Linked DNA regions of Triticum aestivum: region 1 is linked to region 2. A link is a contact called in public Hi-C data. All regions are on one chromosome and are shown on one strand. The core of a region is the stretch at or near the end of the contact, and the rest is flanking DNA. Distances in the headings are between cores, read along the strand shown. Region 1 holds the start of LOC123145163 (probable transcription factor KAN2). Region 2 overlaps LOC123145162 (lysine-specific demethylase JMJ706).

What was found. A called contact is a pair of places that touch in the nucleus more often than the background predicts.
Region 1: a contact with region 2 is called in a Hi-C map of leaf, with 5 times the contacts expected there. The contact joins the promoter of LOC123145163 here to the enhancer-like site in region 2. A contact is called at or near these places in 3 of 5 Hi-C or Micro-C datasets (all in leaf).

What each region holds. Positions count from the first base shown.
Region 1 is chr6D:371,426,612-371,433,708 of IWGSC CS RefSeq v2.1, forward strand. LOC123145163 (probable transcription factor KAN2) reads left to right here and starts at 4,263. Exons shown (of 5, transcript XM_044564501.1): 1 at 4,263-5,205; 2 at 5,482-5,558; 3 at 6,744-6,798; 4 at 6,908-7,055. The coding sequence starts at 4,614.
Region 2 is chr6D:371,095,109-371,102,884 of IWGSC CS RefSeq v2.1, forward strand. LOC123145162 (lysine-specific demethylase JMJ706) reads left to right here. Exons shown (of 12, transcript XM_044564498.1): 8 at 1-140; 9 at 219-562; 10 at 646-728; 11 at 816-894; 12 at 1,563-2,447. The coding sequence ends at 1,937. Among protein-coding and RNA genes, the nearest start is that of LOC123145162, 8.4 kb to the left of the region's middle. Within about 2 kb of position 5,738, at least 7 of the 8 cell types and tissues checked have an H3K27ac peak or open chromatin away from gene starts, as enhancers often do. A contact at or near this core is called in leaf, where this site is marked.

The sequences.
Region 1 (7,097 bases), core at 3,013-5,512, 330 kb after region 2:
GATTTCGGAGTTCATTTGCAGAAGTTATGGCAGTTTTGGTCTTACTTGACTCTTTTGTTGTGTTCTGGTATTCCTGATGGTAGTTGCCGCTAGTACCGCTTGTGCGGTACTTCAACTAGTGTGCGTTGTTACTACTGGGAGGGTCTCTGTTACTCTTCAGGAATTCGCCGTAGTGCCGCTTGCTCCTAGCGGTAGTACAGTTGGTGCGTACTTCTGTTGGAGTACCGCACGCACTTGTGGATTTCTCTGTTACCCTTCTGGAATTCGCAGTAGTACCATTTGCGCCCATCGGTACTTCCGCTGGAGTACTGTGTGCACTACTGTGGAAGTCGTTGTTACCCACCGGCTAATTCATGATAGTACCGCTTATCTAAGGCGGTAGTACCGCTTTGGCAGTACTATCGCACCAATTCCGCGGTGGTCCTCAATGGCTCTCGGCGACTACCCTGTACTTAGCAGTAGTACCGCTCTCCTGAGCGGTAGTACCGTTTAAGGTAGTTACAAAACATAACGGTTGGATTCGTGGGGTCCTATAAAAGGGGGTCTTCTTCCCCAATGACCTCGATGGTTCTTAAACAAGCATTCTCCTCTATTGTTGACCTCCAAAAACTTTGCTTTCTCTTTATTTCTCTCATGATTCTTGCATCTTTTTGAGGGAAAAGAGAGAGAAGATCTAGATCTACACTCTCCACCAATCCATCTCTTCTCTGAGAGAGGGGAACCTTGTGGATCTAGATCTTGGAGTTCTTGAGTGTTCTCCTTGTTCTTCCTCTCATATTCCTCCATAGCTTACGTTGGTTTGGTGGGATTTGAGAGTGTGGGACTTGAGCACTTCACGTGTTCTTGCCATTGCATTAGTTGCATCGATTTGAGTTCTCCATGTTGATAAGTGGAAGTGAAAGTTGAGAAGCTTATTACTCTTGGGTGCTTGGACACCCTAGAGCTTCTGCCTCTTGGGTGCTTGTGCACCCAAGACGGTTGGTGATGTCGCGGAGCACAATCATTGTGGTGTAAAGCTCCGTGTAAGCTTCGGGGTCTCCAATTAACTTGTGGAGATTGCCCTGAGCAATTTGTACGGGTTCGATGACCACTCCAAGGGTCTCCAATTGTATGGGTTCGGTGACCTCCCTCAAGGATCCCTTAGTGAAATCACGACACCTTGCATTGTGCGAGGGCGTGAGGAGAATACGGTGACCCTAGTAGCATTTTGGGGAGCATTGTGTCTCCACACCGCTCTAACGGAGATTGGCATCTGCAAGGGTGTGAACTTTGGGATACATCGTCGTCTCCGCGTGCCTTGGTTATATCTTAGGCAAGTTCTTTTGTTATACACTTTGTGATACCCTTCGCGCTTGAAGTTATATATCTTGCTATCACTTAGTCGTTTGTCTTGCTTAGCATAAGTTGTTGGTGCACATAGTTGAGCCTAGTATATTTAGGTTTTGTGTTGACAAATTAAACACTAGTTTATTCCTCATTCGTTCAAGCCTAAACCGTAATGATTTTAAAGCGCATATTCACCCCCAGGCGAAATCCACATCCTTTCGACCGGGCCCAGTTGCGAGTCCAGGGTGGATTTGTAACTGGGGCAAAAAAAGATCAATGACTCAGTTGCATGACAATGATGGATTTGTAACTATGACGACAACAAAGGGTCATGCCCAATTGCGAGTTGTAGGTTGACTTGCAACTACGGCAAAAAAAGATCAAAAGCCTAGTTGTGAGTCAATGGTTGTCTTGCAAGTAGGATAAATAGGGGTGGCTAGTTGTGACTTAATGGTTGACTTGCGACTGGGCCAAAAAATAGTCAGTGCCTAAAAGTTGCGAGTTGAAGGTGAACTTGCAATTGAGGCGAAATAAAGTCAGGCCCAGTTGCAAGTTAAGGGTGCACTTGCACTAATGCAAAAAAATAAGAGTCGGACCCAGTTATGATACAAAAGAAACATCGAGCCCAGTTGCATGTCGAGGGTGGACTTGCATCTGGAGAGAAAAAATTCAGACCTAGTTGTGAGTCAAGGATGTACTTACAACTGGGGAAAAAGGATCAAGGGCCTAGTTGCATGTCAATGGTGGACTTGCAACTTGGACAAAAAGTGGGTCGGACCTAGTTGTGAGTCGTTGGTTGACTTGCAATCGCGGCAAAAAAAAGATCAAGAGCCCAATTGTGAGTATGGTTGTCTTGCGATAGGGATAAAAAATGGGGCAGACTCAGTTGCGAGATGACGGATAACTTGTAACTTGGACAAAAAAAGCTCCTAGTTGCGAGTCAATGGTGGACTTGCAACTGAGGGGGAAAAGTCAGACCCAGTTGTAAGTTAAGTGTGGACTTGCAACTAATGTAAAGAAGTGTTGGGTTCAGTTGTGATACAAACAAATATTGAGTCCAATTGCGAGTTGAGAGTAAAATTGCAACTAGAGACAAATAAAATGTTGAGCCCACTTGCAAGTTAATAGTGGTCTTACAACTCAGGCATAGAAAAAAGGTTTGCCTGAGTTGCAAGTAGATGGTGGAGCTCTAACTCGGGCAAGAAAAAAGGTCCCACAAAAAAGGGTTGCACAAAAGAAAGGCGTCGCTCTAGTGGAAGAGAAAGGGGAAATGAAGAGAGAAGGAATGGGGACAGAAAACGCAGTCACAAAATGGAGGCGATAAAAGAGGTAGCGAACAAAGCACCCTGTCTCTTTCGATTTTACAAAGTAGGCCAATAACAAATGACAAAAAAATCCCATAAAAACAAAACAGAGACTAAACAAAAATAGGCCTGATAAAACAATTGGATATTGCGACAACGCGGTATGCGCGCCCATGGGATGCGCCCGACAAGAACATAGTGGGATCAAGTTTGTGCAAAGAATACAACGAATTGATTGGACAAGCCACAACTTAGATGAGACATTGTTAAATCTCATCTAGATGAGATTTACCAAACCTGATTTGAAATTTGTTCAAATATTTTTAACATGTTCATGAATTAAAAAAGCACAAATTCAAAAAAAGTGTTGAAAAAATAAATAAAAAAATCATGAATTTTAATAACTGTTCGCACACTTCAAAAAGGTGTTCACATACTTAAATATCATGAATTGAAAAATGGAAAATGGAAAATGAAAAGGAGAAGAACAAAAAAAGAAAAAGAAATAAACGGACACATTCACTCTACTAGGGTAAACATAAAAAACAAGAAAAGAGGAATGTTATTTTTGACAAAATTCCATCACTGGATTCTATCTACTTGAACATTTGTATACAGGAACAAAAAATAAATAAAAATAAGAAATCTAATTCATACTTTCACAGCAAAACGAAAAATGTCTAGCAACCTAAAATAATGACTTGCTATCTAAAAAAACTCCCCCCGTCACTCAAAAATACAACATTAGCTTATCTTCAATCGCACTAAGCATGGTTGAGGAAATTTTACTCCACATGTATAGACACATATAATAACAAAAAGACAAAAATCTACGAGTATGGAGACATACTTGAACAAAAATTTCTAATCGCAGTAGCTAATATGCATATATAGACACAGAAAAAAAAAGAAGCAAAACCATGAGACAATGAAAAGCACACAGGTAATCCGGCCCACAAGAATGTACAGACAGAAGAGCAACTATTTTTCGCCATTGGCCCTGGCCCAGGAACGACAACTTAAACACACACAACCGAGAAACGAACACATCGGACATACACATAGAGCGTGAGCGACAACTCTCGGATAAGTAAACGAGCGTGAGGGACCGTTGCACCAATTTTGCAGCAAGTTTTTTTCTCGATTTTGCAGCAAGTTTGATCCTGTGGTGATGGACTTAGATGTGACATAATTATACCTCATTTAGATGAGATTTAGCAAATCCGAAAAATAAATGTGATTCCCAAACAAGGTTGCCTCCCAATTTATTGTTCAGGCGTCACTTGGAAACAATTAAATGTAAAACCCAGCCAGTAAATCTTCTATTTTGTACCCCTACATGACGAACCGGGAAAATTCTGGAATTCCGAACTAGGATGTAGTCTGTCCATAAGAACACCAACCTGAACTGCATGTACTCCTGCGTATAATTCACGTGAGGATGAAGAATGGGCATAAAGCCCGATAAGGGAATAATACCTCACTTCTTGCCTTCCCGCGAGCATACATCCCAATCAAAAGTGTCATTTTCCCACTGCAATCTGCCACCAAACACCCATAAGAGAGAGAGACTGCGAGGAATAAAAAGGGGAGGAGATAAAGAAGGAGAAAAAACGCGAGGAACGAAAGTGAAAGGGGGCGCATGGTGTATGGACGAAAAGACCAATCTATATCTTCCATCCTAGGCCGGCCACCTCCAAGCAACAAGTTACACTCGCCTCTTTTTCACACAACACATCCAAACAGACACTCCTGTCCTTCACCATTCCAAGTCCCCAGCTCTCTCTCCTCCTCCCATCCCTCAGCTCCTCCCCTCCCCCCTCCTCTCTCCCAGCAAGAAATCTTCCAAGTTCCGCACCTCAATTCCGCCCTAGCCCAACCAGCAACCTTTGGCCAACTCTGTCGATCTCTCTAGGTAGCCACAAGTCCACAGCGGCAGCGGATATCACACCACTTGCTCTTCGCCAGTTGCGAGAGGGATCAATGGAGCTGTTCCCGTCGCACCCGGACCTGCAGCTCCAGCTCCAAATCAGTCCGCCCCCTGCCACCAAGCCAATGGACCTAGGGTTTTGGAAGAGGGCTCTCGACACCACCGCCGCCGCCGCCGCCGCCGCGACCACGGCAGCATCAGCGGGAGCTACCTTCGCACCTCCGTCCATCGCCAGGACACACCCCTCGGTGCCGGCAGCTGCCGGCGGCGGCTTCCATGCAGCGCACTACGGCGCAGCCGATGGCCACCTGGGCGGGCTGCAGTTCTTGCAGCACACCCAACCCATCCTCCACGAGGTGCAGGACCTGGCAGCGATGAAGCCCATCCGGGGCATCCCCGTGTACAACACCTCGCAGTCGCTCCCCTTCCTCCAGAGCCAGCTCCACCACCACAACTACCACCACCAGCATTGCTACGACGCGATCGGCGGCGCGGCAGGCGGGCCGAGGTCGCCCGGCAAGGTCGGCGCGCTGCGGCTGGCGGCGCCGCCGGCCAAGCGGAACTCCCGTGCGCCCAGGATGCGGTGGACCACGTCGCTGCACGCGCGGTTCGTCCACGCCGTCGAACTGCTCGGAGGCCACGAGAGTATGTACTGCTAACTGCTTCTCGCGCGTTCAAGTGTTCGTTTTCTTCTTCTCCTGAATTTTCTTGCTCGTTAGCAGCCGTTAGATGATTCTTTTTCTTCTAGCTAGCAAAGTAGGCAATCCTGTTGATCGAATCTTGCATTTCTTGTGCTGGCATTCAAAAGAACTAGACAAGGATGCATGGGCGTATTGGCATAGTACAGGCTAAGCTCTATATATGTTGGTGAAGGAATTATTGTGTACTGTTTCTTATCCTTCCTCTCTTGCGATTGTGCAGGAGCAACGCCCAAGTCGGTTCTTGAGCTAATGGACGTGAAGGATCTAACCTTGGCCCATGTCAAGTCTCACTTGCAGGTGAGGAGATCTTCTTTAACTACATAAAGTCCATGGTTAGCTCATTGGTTATACTATTTAATTAAGCTTTGATCACTTGTGCTAGCTCTCCTCAACGTACGTGTAGATCTACTACCACTTCAGATACTCCTTGATGTATGCATAACACACCTAATTGATTTGCAAGAGAATTCTACGTGCACCACGCGACCTTTAACTCATCATTTCTTGCTGCCGGAACAATATATAGTAGTACTAGTATTAGTTTTAAATGTTTGATGCATCTTCGGTCGGTCATGCATGTAAGAATAGTCATTCTACAGTTCACTTTCTGAGCAGTAAATTCCCCCTCTTGCTCGTACCTCCTCCCTCTATCTCTATCCCTGTCTCCCTCTAGCTTTACCACGACGTGGTGAGGAGAGGGGAGGAGGGCAGCTTTTCAATAAAAACCCGAGATCAGCAGCTGAGCAGCACAAAGATAAGCATGCAACGGGAAGCAAATGCGTGCCATTAAAAAGAGGAACGTCACACACAGTCACCGGAGAGGGAACGGTGGATGGATGACACAGTGGACACATGTGCACACAGGAGCGCGCACACATCCATTGATATGAATATGAATATGATACACATCCATGCATGCTGTGCTGCCCAAGAGCAGACGGCCCGGCAAGTACAACCCTGCATCATTTCTCAATAATTAAGGGCTTCTCTGCCTGCACACAAGCTACTAGCTGATCGCGCCATCAATGCCCCAATTGTGCATATATGCCGCTGCCCGCCCCTGCCACCCGTATTTATTGATCCGTCTCGTAGACCACCACTACACACCTTTGACTTTAATACTTCTACTACACTGCTCATCCTAGTTACTACTCCCTCACTCCGTGAATAAGTGTATTTCTAGCTTTTGTCTTAAGTCAAAGTTTTGAAATTTTGACCAATTATATACAAAAGAGTAATAACATGTATGACATTAAATTGATATATTATGGAAGTACATTTCAAAATAGATCTAGTAATATTAATTTAGTGTCATAAATGCTAGTACTTTTTTTTATAAAGTTGGTCAAAGTTGATCTAAGACAAAAGCTAGAAGTACACTTATTCACGGACCGAGGGAGTAGCTTTATTTAGTCAGCTATACTTGCTGTGTATGCTTCCTGGTTCGTATCAGCGGGTATTCATCAGTTGACTGTCTTGCAGATGTACCGGACCATCAAGACCACTGACCACAAACCAGCTGCTGCCTCATCCTACGGTATGATCAGTGTATATTGTACAAGTGTCACTGGCGTCTCGGTATCCCAGTGACAGACACAGATCGACATAGCATTGGATTAGCAGTGAGTAGAATATTTATTTTGCAGGACAAGCCAAGACAATCATCGACATCCCTGACGACAGCTCCTTCGACATCGCCAACACCAGCGGGTCTGAGTCTTCAGTCCAGCAATCAAATCTTGACGGGAACGAGCATGGATCCAACATGTGCGCTCTATGGAGCAACAACTCGAGGTAACAACGCCATTGCTAGCTAGCTTCTTTGTTGGTACTCCT
Region 2 (7,776 bases), core at 4,488-6,987:
GTCACTTATGAAAATGGGTGCTCGCATGCACTATAAAGCAGATATTGATGCCACAGTTCTCTGTAGCATATGTAAACGTGACTGCTACGTAGCTCATGTTATGTGTAACTGCAGAGTTGATGCAATTTGCCTTTGTCATGGTAAGAACTTTTTAACATTAAGCACAGATAGCAACCTTTCTTGAGGCATTTTTTTACTTGTTTACCTTGTTTTTGAAGAGGAAGAGATTAGGAAGTGCCCTTGCAGCCATGATCGTGCTGTATTTGTGAGAAAAGACATTATTGAGTTGGAGACACTGTCAAAAAAGTTTGAAGAGGAAAATGGAATAGTCGATGCTGTCAAAAAGCAAATGTCTTGTGGCTCTAGCACACATTCTTATTTCAACCGCATTAATCACAATGCTGAATACTTCCCATACTGCAAGATTCACATAGATACACCACCTGAAGTTCATAGCATTTCAGAGACACGTGTTTTTGGATATGATCTGAACAAGCCATATCCTGATGCATCAACAATAACATTTTGTTTTGGACCCCATGAGTATTCTACACAAAGTGATGTAAGGCTCAGTCCTGTGTTTCTTTATGTTGCTGTACTGTATTGCAGCAACTAAAATATGTTCATATTACTTTATATTTGTAGGAGTGCACAAGTACCAACAGAAGGATCTTCTCCAGCTCTTGTCCTGAGAATGGATTTACTCCTCAAACTACAATCATTAATGCGTACGCTTCGTCTGCACCTGATCAAACATGCTCTTCTGAAAAATTGGCTGCAGAAGATGCTGATGATTCTGACTGTGAGGTATTTAGGGTGAAGAGAAGGTCTGGCATAACTCCTGAGAGAAGGCATACAGAAGATTCAACCATAACAACTTTCACTGGGAATCAGGTACAGATATTTCTGTGACGCCACTCATGTATATTTCTTCCCACTACATTTTTATATTTATATTGCACTATAACTTCGGTAACACTAGAAACTAATGGTGACTTGGTGAGAGGTTAATCTCAGAGGATTTGTCAGTGTATAAAATGTGTAGAGTGGTGTTATTTTGGACTTAATTTGCAGTGTACCTGGAGACCTTTTGCTATCTATATCTTATTCAGTTGCGATAGCCTTGCTGGAATCCTCAGTTCATCTATATATTTTTTGATTATTCTTATATATTTAACATTTTACACCAACTGTTTATTCTATTTCACCTTCACAGGATAGGAAGGTGCTGTGCGAATGGGGCAATCAAAACTATGACCTTATTTCCATAAATGGGCCTAAGTGCTTAGCTTCAATCCAGCATGTACTAAAATGTTACTGAACCTCAAAGAGTAAATTATGATTTGCATTCCACAACTTATGATCATTGCATAAATCTGAAGGGACATGATAATAAGGGTATTTGTTCTTGATTCGTAACTAGACCTAGTTAGTGAACGGCAAGTTCATTTCATGGATTGATTGCACCAATGAACAATAATTTTTACCCAGAATATCCAATATTTACCTTCACATTGACTGCTTTGTCTTTACTAAGGGCATCTCCCTGTTACCAACTCCAGGTATTAAAACGGTTGAAGAAAATCCATGCAGATGACAGACAACAACAGAAGTTAGTGGAAGTATCATGTGGCACAACTGATCCTGTCCATACCCATCATTCTAGACATTGTCTTGACTTTATTTCTGGAAATGGAGATGACTCAGTACATCCAACCAAATTGAAGATGTTACATCAACTAGATGCAAATATCATGGAGGATGAATTTGCCTCCAGCCAAAAACATAATGGCTGCAACTACCTATCTCCATCTGTAGAGCTTGGGCCAAAGCGCTTGAAAATTCTTGGCCCATCATTTCCCAGAGGGAATCATGAGCTGGAAATCTCTTGTAGATTCCAGGAGGACAGTGACTTGGCTAGTCACCATGCTCGATGAAGTATAACAAGGCAATTGGTGCTAACACCACATATGTTAACAAACATCAGTCTTAACTTCTGGAAGCTGACAACTCCTTCGAGCCAAGGTTTCCTGTTTGTTGGTAGGTCAGTCGGTAATGGATGGTTCAGAAGCAATTCTTTCCGCAGGCCTCCAATAGAGGCACTGTCTTGGCTGGATTCTTGATTGCATTTGCCAGGTTACCTTTGTGGTAGGGGACCTGAAAAGAGTAGGCAGACAGTTTCTGATGTTGTTTAGTTGTACATCTTCACTTATCTCCTTTTTTCTAGGCTTTCCACTGTAAAGAGGTTAGTCTATAACTTTTACAGTTTCTTTCATTCTTTTTCCACAGACACACATGTACCTAGAATGCTTAAATAGATGCAAATATGAAATTACTGTATATCTCCTGACAAGCCATTCTACTTTCTACTTGTCTTCACACTTTGTGTAATCTCTCGTCATCAAGGCCATCAAACTTCTTATTTTATGTCAGTATTGTTCCCAATATTATTTGTCTCCAGTGTGTTTATAAATTATAACTTGAACAGCAATGAATCGATTGATGCTGACAGGAAATTAATATCAAAGACATACATTTGTTTCCAGATGAGTTAATAACTTGATGCTGACTAGAAATCACTAGCATAACTACTTGTTATGTTTCATATGCAACAAAGTAGATTCTTTGTGATAATGTATATCGAAGCCCAAATGCTCGAATCAATCGTATTTTATCGGAAGTGGGTGTAACAGAAGGAATAAAGATGAACAATTCAGTCACAAATGATAGTTGTTAGATCCCGATCTACTAAAATCTGGCATATAAGATTTACTTTCTCCTTTAACTGCGTGGAAATACAATATTTGCTTAGCTAATGATAGTTGGTTTTGAAGTAGTGGTTGGTTAGCCAAGTAGGTAATTTGACTAATTGTCTGGTGAGTGGCTTCTATTTGTGGAAGTAAAGTTATCTTTGCAAATTCCCAGCAAGACTCCAGGTAGTCCAGGCTCCAGGGAGAGTGGCGTGCTGTTTCTTGTCTTTATGCTTTGACAAAATATGCAAATTAGGTATCATTCGGTTTACATATAGTACAATAAATTATGCTGTGACGGCGGGACACGCAAAATAGCCCAGTGCACTGGCTACATACTTTCACCCACCCTGCCGCCATCATCTCGCTCCACCTGTTGAGTTTCTGAGAACACAGTGAAAGCCTAGATGAACCATTAGCAGGACAGTTTGGCATGATTTTTCACGGGTATTATGGCTTTGCATTGGCAAAGAGGCCATTCCTCCATGGAAAGTTGATGATGGGTTCCAGAGGAAAGATTTGAGATCTTTTCTAACCTTTTCAATTCTCTTTTCATTCTTTTGTGTATGTTCTCAAAGAAAAAATACATGCCATCAAATCATGGCATGTCTTTAAAGACAAGTTAAAAAGAAGGATTCTCTTTGCTGCCACTCTTTGGTGTCCATGATGATTAACTGGCGAGTGCTGACTGCTGACTGAAGCTTTGTCAAGACCCAATACTGCACTTGCGCCCACCTCTTCTGTTTTCAATTCGGCTACCATGTCAGTCGTCCCAATGATGAAGATCCAGTTTCCTAACTTGCAAGTGCTCAGCCTTGAGGCGAAGGTACGCTTCATACAAAATGTAAGTGCGCATAAACTATAAAGTTCCTTTAGATTCATGTCACCCCTTATCAGTGAGTCTTATTGAAAGATAAATATTCCGTGTCCTAACGAGGAAAAGACCATTGGTTCCAACCTCCAACTTGTTATGTCGCCTAATTCAAGAAAATAATCTTCTGGTAGGAATCCACCTATCGCCTTGATGTCTGCCCATCAGACACTCCTGAAAGACATTCTCATCTGCCCAACTAGCTTGAAAATTCGATCATATGATCCCTCGCCATACAGTTGATAGTTGATACTATGGTCGTAGTGTGAAGGCCCTTTAGGACAGGGTACTGCCTGTTATCTCGTCATGCATGTTCTTATTTTTCAACATGCTAATAAGTAATGGCTCATGCTGCGCATGCTGACATGGTCTTGTGTCCGGCGCTAGCTTACATGTGGTGTCTGAAAGCCGTGAGTGGCCGGAGTAGAGTGGGCGTGTTGAGTCAAATCTTGGCTTCCCACAGTTTCCCCTTGCATGCACATCAAGCTCAGTTTATGTTCATGGCAGAAATTGCTGGAGTGCCTCCATGTGGACACCAGCTGCTTCGTTCCAATCCATCTAGTCCTGTGTAGTCTCGCCATAGAGGGTCCATGGCCATACCATGCAATGCAGACAATGGCCACTGGTTTTTTGTACCATGATGAGTAAATTGTTGTTGGATGGCCCTCTGCCTCTGTTGAATGGCTCTCAAAATCCTCAACAGGATGTGACCACACTCTGAGCGGGGACAAAGCATTAAAGGCCACAGAGTTCAAGGCCTCCATGTCTAATGCCATGACTTACATGCTCACTGCTCTTGCATTTCAAGCAGTAGTGACATAGTAGTGGAATCAGGCCATCAGCCGATAGCGTGTTAAGTATGAAATCTAGGAGACGGGGCATCATTGTTTACGAGGCTGTGACTTGTGACTTTGTGAGCAGGAAGCAGGGTAACTCTTCTTGGTCAAGTATGCTAAGCCTGAAAGTTTTGAGGATCCAATATAGATATTGCCGAACTAATCTTTGAATAGTGCACTTCACATGGTCCGATCTAGGCTTTGCAAAGTCAAGTGAGACCAAAACCTTGTTTGAACCGATCTGGGGCCTCTTTGGTTCAGAGATTTCATAGACATTTCAGAGATACTATTTCTTACATGTTCAAGAATTTTTCTTCTTCTTCTTCTATATAAACCTTATTTGATTTGTATGGTTGAAAACTAAAGGAATTTTTCCTATATGATCTATCTCAACATGTGAGAACTGAGCGCTAGCTCAATGGCTGGTGTTCACAGTGGCAAAACCCGCCCACCCGCCCGTTTTATCTACTTCAACATGCAAATTCCATAGAAAATTTTCAATCAAGTCAAATGTCATAGAAACTTTCTTTCATTAGAATTCTAAAATGCTATGCCATATTTCCCCCCTTCAACCCCCTAGTAATGCCTTTTGAAATCTCGCCAACCAAAGAGGCCCCTGGTTTACCGCATGTAGTCTTGCTGTGGCATCCCAATTGGCCTGTCAGTCATACATATATACAAAAACAATGATGATATTCTTCTCCCGTGTTAGCTCATTCTGAATTCAGTGACTGCTTAGTCATCCATATTCTCCTCAAACAAAACCTCTATTGGTCCAAGTATAAACAGGGCTTGTTAGCATAATCATTATACAATCACATTCCCTGTCGGCATCGTGCTATTTTATTCCGCCTGCTAGATCAAATCAGGTTTGTTCCGTAGTGGCTTCCATTGTCAGATTTTATCAATTGCTGAATTCAGTACCACCCTTTGACTCACCGGTCATTTCCCCATGTCCACAACATTAATTTAGAAACCATCCTTGTCTGTACACGGAATCTGGCGCTCCGATTATCAAATCCTCAATACTGGCGTAGATGCCCCTAGGTATGCGTGTGCGCCACAGTGAGCACGGGGTAACAACATGTAGTCTAGTACTGCTGTACGCCAGTACTGTACTGTACTGAAGTACTGGTAGTGGTATAGTATTAACTAACAGGGATGGATAGATAGGTTTTCCTTCTGAAAAGTAAAGAGAGAAGGACTGGGTGGGTAATATGGTGGTCAATCCGTGGGCAAGGTGCAATTGTGACTGTCGGTAGTTGGACCAGACCAGGCCACGGAAACGGCGGGGGCCATATGAGATAGGCGGGGCCAGCCGGCCACGAGCCATGCATGCACAGTGCATGGCTAGTGGTGTGGTGGGCGTTCGCAATCTAAGTTGTACTGTAGTATGCAGGTCACCCGCTCCTTGGGCATTATGTGTGCATCCACTTAACACATTTGCAACTGCGCCCGAGGGGTTGGTCTCCGTCCTGTCCACATCCATGCACATGGCGCGATGTTGGAGATTGTTCCTGTGGATTTTTCTTTTCTCTCTTCCGCTCCAGTGTGCGACCAAGAGCGCGACTGCTCATGCCTCAGCGAGGCAATGCAGCGCAAATAATGCGTGCAGAACCATGTCTCCATGCAATACAGGCCTTTCTTTCTTTGAGCATTTCACGCGCAAGCAGGCAGGCAGCTAGCTATTTGCTTGCTGGTGAGCTGCTTTCGCTGTCCGGGCAGTTTAGCGCCCAGAAACAGATGGGCGTGTTGGTTCCGGGCGATATGGCCGCGCGCGAGGCCAGATCGTCGCTGGCAGATGGATCCACGAAAGCAACAATTCCCCTGTAGGCTCAAGATCAGAGGACCCATGCGTGCATGCTTGTTCCTCTCCGTGCATGCGTAACAAGCGCATACGACGAACAACGTCACAGCGCCGTGACAGCGACGAATGGACGAATAAATACGCACCGCCCTATTACTTCCGGTGTCTGGCGATCTCATTACATTAGCAGGTGTGCAGTATTCATCGATTTTGCCAAATGAATGATGGGGCCGAGTTATTAGCTGTAGCTGTACGATGGCTAACTATCACTGCACTGCACGCGACAGTGCTGTAAGTCCGATCGCTCGCTCGCGCGCGTGCATTCAAACGGCCTGGCCCCGGTTCGGTCGAGCTTAAGTACGTACGTGCGTCCATCTATCGATCGATCACTGTATCGTGCCGCAGAAAGTACCTGTCACCTTGCTGTGCGAGATCCGGCGACCGTCCACGCATCAAACCGCGCTGGAATGTTCACAATGCCTCACTTTAACTTGATCGGCGGTGGCGGTACTTGGATGGATGGATCCTGGGGAGGGGGGGTCGAGTTCTTAATAAGTCCTGCCGGAAGCTGCGCGCAGCATGCATGCAGCTGGTAAACGATCCATGCGATGCGTACGGCGGACCCAATTTACGCACCGTCCTGCGTCGCGTGCGGCATGTGCGCGGGCGTGCCCCGGAGACCGACAGTGAGGTGCTTTCTCCGCGCGGCGGATTAAACGAATGTACTACGTCCTCGACGAGAGGGGGAGAAGGAAATCCCCAGACGGATCGATGCGCAGGCGCATCCGCCAGAATTGCTAAACCTCCTTCCTACGGAGAATCACCTCACGTACCCTCCCTGACGCGCGCATTTGCTCCGCCTGCGGCGTCCGCGTGTGCCTACGAAGATTCCACGCTGAACGGAACGCGGTACTGGCCACGATCTCATAAGTTTGGAACATGAGTAGCTTTCCTTCTAGTAGTCGTCAACTGCTTGCTTGCTGCTTTGGGAGATTGAGTTCTTGGAGAGTAAAAACCTCTCCCAACGGTTGAGTTGAGTGTGCGTGGTTTTTGGTACTCCCGTCTTCAGGTACCTGGTTTCAGCACGCATTCAACTGGTTTGGTGTGTGTTTTGGCTCTTCATGAAAATTGCAAGTAAATATTGTGTGCTTGGGGTACGTTGCTTCTTGTAGCTAGATTTCATTCTGGAGCATAGAATATGAAGGCAGGGCTCGGTCAAACGTGGGTTGAGCATTTGGGGTACTATCACTTATCTGTACGACTGTACCTCACTGTAGTGTGGTGGACTCACCAGGGGCTGCGGTAACTGAAGCCCCAGCCCAGCTTCCTCTGCCCGAACCATGAGGTTGGGGTAATACCATCAAGGTTGAGTGGTAAGTTATATGCCATGGAGCCTCCACATTTGTCACGTGGAAACCAAATTCTCAATATAACTTGGTAGGCAGTACTACTGAGATGGCAATAAACCGCTGATGAATTGTGAAGCTTAACTGAATACACAAATATCAGGCG